Linked DNA regions of Anas platyrhynchos: region 1 is linked to region 2. The links are chromatin contacts, called in public Hi-C maps. All regions are on one chromosome and are shown on one strand. The core of a region is the stretch at or near the end of the contact, and the rest is flanking DNA. Distances in the headings are between cores, read along the strand shown.

What was found. Hi-C and Micro-C count contacts between places; a contact is called where the count stands out from the background.
Region 1: a contact with region 2 is called in a Hi-C map of skeletal muscle, with 5 times the contacts expected there. The contact joins two enhancer-like sites. A contact is called at or near these places in 2 of 8 Hi-C or Micro-C datasets (skeletal muscle and subcutaneous adipose tissue).

Annotation. Positions count from the first base shown.
Region 1 is chr1:137,804,134-137,808,732 of IASCAAS_PekinDuck_T2T, reverse strand. It overlaps HERC2 (HECT and RLD domain containing E3 ubiquitin protein ligase 2), which reads right to left. Exons shown (of 93, transcript XM_038173178.2): 6 at 2,927-3,027; 7 at 1,270-1,426; 8 at 371-481; 9 at 1-60. Among named protein-coding and RNA genes, the nearest start is that of HERC2, 28 kb to the right of the region's middle. Within about 2 kb of position 1,877, at least 2 of the 8 cell types and tissues checked have an H3K27ac peak or open chromatin away from gene starts, as enhancers often do.
Region 2 is chr1:137,751,910-137,756,401 of IASCAAS_PekinDuck_T2T, reverse strand. No RefSeq gene overlaps it. Among named protein-coding and RNA genes, the nearest start is that of NIPA1, 7.4 kb to the right of the region's middle. Within about 2 kb of position 2,086, at least 1 of the 8 cell types and tissues checked has an H3K27ac peak or open chromatin away from gene starts, as enhancers often do.

The sequences.
Region 1 (4,599 bases), core at 628-3,127, 53 kb before region 2:
GTTTCCCTTGTTCCGTTATCCCAAAGTTGAAGCAACAACATAACTGCAGACAACATTTGGCTGAAAGAGGAAGATTATGTCTTTCATTAATAAGCGTTTTTAGGGAAACCGTTTTAGGTTATTCATACAACTCACTTTCTGTATCTTTAACCAGATGTCACACCTTTACGTTTTAAGCAGATGTCAGAATATCAAAAATGGATTTTACAATCTAGTTAACATGAGAGTTTGATCTCCACTGCATTACAGTAAAGGTCCACATGCTTTGAACCACAACCATTATGCAAAACTAATGAAAACTGAAGACAGGCACTGCTCTGGTCATTCCAACCAATAGCAGTGGTTAAAAATCAGTGTTCATGCTCCTCACCTTAACGTGCCCCTCTGCACTGCCAGTTCTAGCAATATGGCAAGTGCCAAGTGCTGGTCTTGTAACGGAATGTTCCCTGGGCCTTTGGTACTGGGAGCTCCATGCACGTCTCTATTTAAAAATCAAACAATATCCATTAGCTAAGAAATAACTGGAAACAATAGATATTTGCTTAACAAAAGCATCTACAAAACACCGAGAACCACTAAACTTACAGAATATGAAATTGGCAATGAAAGCATGTAACAAAAGCTGACACCTTCCACAAAAGGTTATTTTTAAAGTGACAACTAAGCTTTAAAACTGCCCAAAGCTTCACTACCTGTTCCTTAGCTCTCAAATATGCTCACATGAAAAACACATTTTTCACACGTATAATTTAAATATCCTTTATGATATTCACCATAAGGATGCAGTTCCAGTATTCAAAAGTTAATTTAACAATCATAAAAGGGTAAGTTTAAGAGTTATTAAATAACAGGGAAAAGTAAGGGAGTGCTCCAAGTCCAGAGTGAGTATCTTTATTTTGTCCCCCTATGCACAGTCTGTATTATATTGCTGTAGTGGAAAGGCTCAGTTAAGCATACACATATATTGCATTACTAAAAACTCTTCATATGGGTACAGCTTACAACAGCAACATAGTATTTTTAGGGTAAGTCTATACAGGTTAATTCAGAATACTCAAGTTTAGATTCTTCTTAAATAGTTAAAGGAATTAAACCATGTTTGAGGAGCGTCATTTCAACAATTTATGTACCATTTGTTTGCTTGATATAACATTATGGAAAACAACTGTTTTTCTTTTCTAAACTATTCTGCTCAGGCCATCAGTTGGTAGGAGATTTAAGTTTGCTATGTAAACGATACTTCAGCAATACCCTAAAGAAGAAACTTACCCAGTCACAACAGACCTTAGGAATTTAGTAGCTCTTTCCACAACTTCCAGCCATACAGAAGATACAGTCCCTTCATCAAAAAGGGATGCCTCTGGCAGAGCTCGTAGTGCATCAAGTGACTCCTGTAACAGCTCACTGCACAGGTCTGCATCTTCACCTAAGGATCACAGTAATACTAGTTATACCCACACCTTCACAGAAGGCATACAGATGTTTTATACAACACTTTGTGGATTTTTATTTTTTTAATCTCACTGTTACGAGTTACTTAATATGTACATGAGTTCTCAATATTCATACAAACATTTTGACTGCAAGACTTCTGAAGAACAATCTGCTTCACAAAAAAAAATGCATTTGGAAAGGCAGCAAGTCTTAAAACAGCTTGTCCCGCTATGCATCTGCTGAGGCAACTGGGAAAAGAACTAGCCCGGACGAAGAGCCAAATAACTGCAATCTAAACAAATAGCACAGACTGAGACAAATATTTAGGTAAGTCTGCGAGACAACAAATCTACCATGGTGTCCACTAGGCAGAGAACTCACTTCAAAAAGACTGTGGCCTGCCCAGAGACATGGCTGCTCAGGCCTCAAGCTGCAGGAAATGCCTGAGCCTGCTGCTGCCGGGAGAGGGCAGCGGGGAGACTGCCTGTTCTCAGGTGCAAGGTGTGCTGGCCATGGTGACAGAGTTCAAGGAGCAGGTGGAGAGACTAAGGAGAGACTAAGGAGCGTGTGAGCTGGAGACTGCTTGGTGGAGTAACTCCTTGGCATACCAGAGAGAAGGGCACTGGGGGATGCCCCCCAGAGGGTGGTGGAGCCCCTGCCCTGTCGCTCTTGGGCAGAGGGAGGGGACCAAAAAGAAGATGAGGGTTGGAAGCGAATCCCAGTTCAGTGTCACAGGCAACCCCTCCACCTACCTACCTCACTTCCCCAGGGGCCCCTCCAGAATAGGTTTGAGGCCCTCAATCTTGAACGAGGGGTAGGAGAGGGTGTGGTGGAAGGCCCAACTACAAGATCACACACAGGAGGAGTGGCACCATGCCTCAAGACTGACTCCAATAAGAAAGACAGATGGGTAATTGTAGTAGTCAATTCCTTTCTGAGAGAAACAGAGGGCCCAGTATGCAGAGTTGAACCTCATCATAGGGAAGTCTGCAGTCTACCTGAATCCCCAGATCACAGGTATCACCAGGACACTCCCCAAACTGGTGTGCTTGACAGACTACTACCAGCTACTGATCCTCCACACAGGTGGGGAGGAAGCTGCATCCCGTAGCCTGAGAGGAATGAAGACAGACTACTGTGCTGCAGTAGTATAGCGATACATCTTTTCTGAAAAATAAATCTAACTTCTCTGAAACCTGGCATTAAAACGCGTTCTCTTTGTGAAATCCCAGTTTGTATAGCTAAGCATAAAAGTATCCCAGCACAATACAGCAGCTGGACTGGCTTGAATAGCAATGACTGGCTCCAATGGCTTTGATCAACAACAACACTGTTGGACATAATACCACATAAAAGTAAGATACAATTATGGAAGTCAAATATTTATAAGTATTTGCATAGAGCTATATCTTTAATACATGCACATGCTTTTATGAAAAAAAATGTCTTCAGAAATCAAAAATAGACACAGTATGCTACAGAATAGACCTACCTGACCTCCACGCTCTACGAAGGAACGCAAATGCAAACGAAAGTGCTGCTCGGGATCCAACTCGTGCAAGTCCTTCTACACCTTTCCCTACAGGTCTTGGGCTAAAAAAAATCATATTCACATTATCTCTATACAGTTTATGGAACAATTACAGACATCATAAAGAATATTAGTAATATACGTATTTGACAGTTTTCCACTTTATTTATATGCATGCAGATACAATTAATTTTTTTTAATATAAATAGTTGTAAGTTCCTCTTGAGAATGACGGTGGTCAACACCAAAACGACAACCAAAATTCAACTTCAGCTCCTCTAAAACCCAGCTAACTCAATCCATGACAACAGAAAGCTTAACAGAGAAAAAAGAAACCAGACTGGCATAACTGCCATAGGAAAGGTTCCTAAATTACTTAGAGTGAAATTATGATTGCATACTAAAAATACAAAAATGTATGATGTTTCGTGTACTCATTTTTATCTGGGCTGTTCATACTTCTAGTGTATTTGGACTGCATTACCTAGAATTTTAAATTTTGTATAAATCTTCTATTCAATTACTGATAACGAATTTCATCCATTTTGTCATTGCCTGTCTTTTCACTCAAGTGTCAATATTACAAATCTCTTTACAGCTTCTGTATTGGTTTGTGTACAGAAGAGAGAGAACTTGAATTTTTGTTGACATGCACTGGACTCCCAAACATTTTTATTACCTTTGCTTTTTATGCAAACAATCAGAAACCTGGTTTTAATCTCACATCACAATGAAAGTGAACTTTCAAAACTTTTTCAAGCAAGAGAAAATTTAATCTGGCTTTTCTTTTTAAGTACTCTGATAACTTAAACACACCTGTGTTCTTTTTTAATCAGAACTGAAAAAAATATTCTTCAAAGAACAGATTATTCAGAGAAAGACATCCCCATCAGAACAATCCCACAGATGATAACTCATCTACCATATTTATTTACTGTCTCTTTAATTTTTGAAGCTAGAGCTAATCTAAAATAAAATTTTCACTGGTTAAATTGCTTGTTCTGTCCAACAGCGACTAGTTAACTATTGACAAGCTTCTTTAATGCCTCGATTAATACTTTTTTTCTATTCTTAGGTCAATAAACTATCTAGATATAGAAAGTAACTAGATAATTTCTTATTCAGATAGTTCTTCTGAAACATTTTCAGATAAAATGTCTGATTACAACATTTCTCACCCAAGCTAAGAAAAACTACACTCAACTTTTAGGTACTTGCATTTTTAAATTTATATGCATAACTGAGCAAATAAATATGAGAAATACATGTTAATGACAAGAATAATGCTATTAGAACTATGCAATTTCCATCAGCATCATTTCTGAAATAGGCCTTTCCATATATCCAACAGAGTAGAACAAAAGGAGTATCTCTGGGAAAATATGATTATAGCTCAAAGAATAACATCTACTGAAGTGTATTATAATAAAAGACAGCCAATATGAACAGAGTCAGCATAACTAAGCATCCGCTAAGGATAAAAAACTGTGGTAGATAGCACCACCTAAAACCATCTTAAATAAGAAGACTGTCTTTACTGGTAATGCTTCATGAGGAGAAGGAAATCCCATTAAGCTGTCACACACAGGTTGATAACCCTTCTATGATGTTGCTAATATATTAACTTATCCATA
Region 2 (4,492 bases), core at 837-3,336:
AGGGGGAGAAACAGAGGGGACCAGTTCTGCACAGTGATGCCAATATAGACCCCTGTAATTTACACTGGGACTAAGATCCCATCCTCCTTGAGAAGAAAAGCATAGGGGTCCCAGAAAGGCAGGCAGAGAGAGATCTGGGAACCACCCCATACAGTGTCCTGTGGTGGGGTGGCAGCCCCAGGGGCTGGCTCGTGCCCTCAGGCTCCAAGTGTCCCCTTCCTGAGGAGGAGCAGAAGGATCCCAGCTGGATCCCAAAAGGAAGCCAGTCAACGATAAGGTTGTGGTCCCATAACCAGGACAGCCTGAGGATGACTGGAAAGAGCACATGAGTGATGGGAAGGAGTCCAGGTGCACAGTTACTCTAAAAAGTAGTCTCATTTTTGATACCCTGCCCACCTTGGGTGCTCTTCCTTTCTCCAGCAATGACTGCCACTAAGTGGGCTGGGGCTCGGTAGGGGGCTGGGCATTCTGGACAAACTCAGAGAGCACAAAACTACAAAAGCCCTCAGGTTCAGCAGAGCCATGGTTTGGGTACTGCACCCACCTGAGAGAGTGATGGTAAGGCATATTGGGACTCTCTACTCAGGTAGATAATGATAGGACAAGGGAGAATGGTCCTAAAAGAGGGGACATTTAGATTAGACATTAAGAAGAAATTCTTCACTGTATGGGTAGTGAGGCCCTGGCACAGGCTGCCCAGAGAAGCTGTGGCTGCCCCATCCCTGGAGGTGCTCAAGGCCAGGCTGGATGGGGCTTTGGGCAACCTGGTGGGAGGTGTCCCTGCCCATGGCATGGGGGTGGAACTGGGTGGTCTTTAAGGTCCCTTCCAACCCAAACCTTTCTGTGATTCTATGATTCTATGAAAGAACCAGGGAATAGTAGAGATAATCTTGCATCCCTTTAGATGCTGTGAACCCTGAGTAGTGCAGCATCAAACAGGTCTCTGGACCATGAGCAGCATACCATTCAGGACCCATCCATAGAAAAGGTTACACCATTTTGGTCATATGAGCTATTATTGAATTTTCTTATAAGAAAACAACCCTATTTGTCATTTTTACTAACAAAGAGAAAGGATGCTCACATGAGACCTGTTGCTCCACTTCTAGATCAAGACAAGGCCACCCAGGCGGCAGAATTGTGAGTACCAGATGGGGGCTGCTGCGGGTGCCTCTGCTACATGGAGCTGGCTGAGGTTACCCTGCAGCCAGGCGGCACAGCACATTTTGGTTTGAATTGGTGCAGGGGGAGTGCTGGCTGGAGAGCAACAGGGGACGTGGCATGCAGAGGGCAACAGAGCTCCTGCCAGCGAGGCTGAGAAAGGAAGCAGAAGCCTGTGACTGCTGCAAGCCACAGAGCCAAAACAGTGCTCCTCAGTAAGGACACCAGAGGCAACAGGAGAAGAAGGCTTTTCCCAACAGCTCAAAATCCACAGGTTACCTCAGCCACACTTCTTGGTGCTGCCTGTCTCCTCACCCAGAAGGAACCTTACAAGCACATCACAGAATCACAGAATTGAAGGGGTTGGAAGGGACCTGGAAAGATCATCGGGTCCAACCCCCCTGCCAAAGCAGGTTCCTCAGAGCAGGCTGCCCAGGTAGGCGTCCAGACAGGCCTCAAATATCTCCAGAGAAGGAGACTCCACAACCTCCCTGGGCAACCTGTCCCAGTGCTCCACCACCCTCACCATGAAGAAGTTCTTTCACGTGATGGTGCAGAACTTCCTGTGCTCTATCTTGTGGCCATTGCCCCTTGTCCTATCCCCGCAAACCACTGAAAAGAGGTTGGCCAAATCCCTCAGTCTCCCACGCTTAAGATACTTGTAAACATTAATAAGATCCCACCTTCATCTCCTGGCTCCATTCCCAGGCCATCTTTTTCCCTCCCTCCCCTCCCCATCCCTCAGCAGCTCCCCAGGGACCGGCCACCTCCCCACACTAGCAGATGCGTTGCCCTGGTCCATAATGCAGCAATCATCGTCTGTTGGAGAGCAGCTGTACTGAAATGCCACGTCCTCTCTGAAGGTCATAAGCTGTAGCCCACAGCCCAGGGCCCAGTTAATTAATTAAGATATGTGGCTTTACCGAATAAATTTGTTTTCGAGCAGTGAGAGAGCCAGGCAAGATAAAAAAGCAAACACACACAAAAGTGAAATTGACTCATATTAGTTATCAAATCAAGGCCTCGGGGGAAAACCACTAATGTGAGAGTTATAAAACTAGGGGGGGGGGGGGAATAAAAAAAAATAAAAAAATAAAATAAAAAGGCGATTAGAAGACAGGAACTCAGCAAGACAGAGGATTAGCCTGCTCCAAGGAGCAGCAAGGCCCGGTGTTTCCGAACATGCTTGACCACCTGTGTGGTAACACGTCGCCCTACACCCAGCTGCTAGTGAACCACTAGAAAAGGAGGATCACAGCCCAGACACTCAAGTGGCATTTAGGTGTTCCTCTTCTCGTTCCACACACCGATGTTAGTCGATCCGCACACTTAATCTTGATATGCTGAGAATTAATACTGAGAAAGGCCCAGTATGGAAACCTCAGAGACTACATGTAACGTGTATTTCACAGTTCAGATGTGCAAGAAGCATTTGCTTGCATTTGCTTTAAGCACTAATGCAGATGGCAGGCTGTGTTCTTACTTGACAGCAAAAATAAAATCCATCCACTTTGTCTCAAAATCACAGCACAGTGGCCATTTCCTCAAGCTTCTGCATGGCTGTGGCCTGCCTACCTTCCAGCAGAAAGCAGGCTGTGGCTTTGATTCTGCTACTCATTACTTAGATCATTTGATAAGAGTTTATGTTTTTACAACACAAGTGCCCAGGCTCTACAGAGAAGAGCACTTTCACACCCCACTATACAGTCAGCAACCACTTGGCTACACTCTCACTGCAAAGACAGAAGGAATTAGGTTAGGGTTAATGAGCTAATTTTTTTTTGACCCACATCAGGACAGCTTGTATACACAGTGCTCCTCAGCTGTTCCTACAGCAGGAAGAAATGTCATGAGTGTAGGAACCTGCAGAAAGCAAGCTCTGGGTCCAGCGCACTATTAGTGAAGTGTATTTCTGGTTCCTGAGCTGAGATTTCTGTCTTCTGACTTTATACTACAACTGGTGCATTTTCTTCTCCCTGTGCATGTGAACAATGCCCATCTCAAAATCCAGCTGGCTTTTTCTTTTCTGGATCCAAGCTTGCTTTTTTCTTTTTGAGGAGAGGGAGCTCTGACCATGGAGGTTGAAATCCTTCTCTGCTCTAACTCTGTGTTAGGTATTACACACCTCCCTTTCTCTGTGAGCTCAGAGTGGGGAAGAAGAAGTTAAAAAGGAGACAAATAAACAAACAGACAACCCAATGATTTATTTAAGGGCCAAAGGAGGGAAGCCTCCCAAATATTAATTTTTGGGGTTGGCAAAACTGAAGTCAGCCAAACAGAGTCCAAAAGAAACATTAAGGCAGCGAATGATTCTGTTTCAGATACTTGCTCACTCACGGAGAGGAAGAGGCTGAAGACATTCTTGCTGTTCTATTGCTAGACATGCTGAAGTAGCAATTATCATATCTGCCTTGCACAGTGCTATTATGCAGTCAGCATCGTTTGAAGGAAAGACATCCTGAGACAAAAGATTTAAAAATACTCTTTTTTTCGCAGGTTCCTTTTTTAAAGTGTTGTTTTGTTCTGCTTCTTTTTTTAAGTCACATTTATTTGACAAAGGAACCTCATCGTTTCATTGAGTTTAAGATTAGATCGTTAGACCAGAGACACTATTATTTGTTACAGTCAGCCATGACTGAGCCACAAGATCTCATTTCAGTCGTGGTTATCACTAAAATCATCATTAAAATGGTCTTTATCATTAAAACTAGAGATAGCATGATGTACATCAAAAACTGCAGTCTGCCTGCAGTCTGTACACAGGAAGACTTGCCCTGCAGGTTGACGTAATCTACAACATCTGTTGGATATCATGTATAGCCAGTAAATCTTTTTAGGTACTTTCAAGTCAGTGACAGCCAAACACAGGGATTCCTGTTCTCAGACCTCATTCTGACAGTGTAGTGACTCTAAAACATTGTGTGTGCAGGTCAATTGTTGTACATCTTCACATATCCACAAGCATAACAGTATGCCAGCTAGTAGTAGAACCACAAAGGGGACTGACCCCTTTGAATTAAGTATTTGAAGGGCAGGCAGCATCAAAGAAATCTGTAAGACAGGTGTATGTAAAATACAGAAGTGGAATAGCTGAAGTAAGAAGAAACTCAGTAAGTGAGTCTAATAATTGTCCTGCATCCCTGCTACCTCATCTGCTAACAACATGAAACAAGACTTCCAATTTAACATAAGTTAGCTAGCACTCCTTTCTGCTGCTTTGTGTGCATTCAGACCAAATTCATCCCAAGCATGTTAGTCATTACTAAAACTCACTTTATGTTAGGAACCATGACATACAACAGGGCATTAATCTCAATCTATCATATAATAG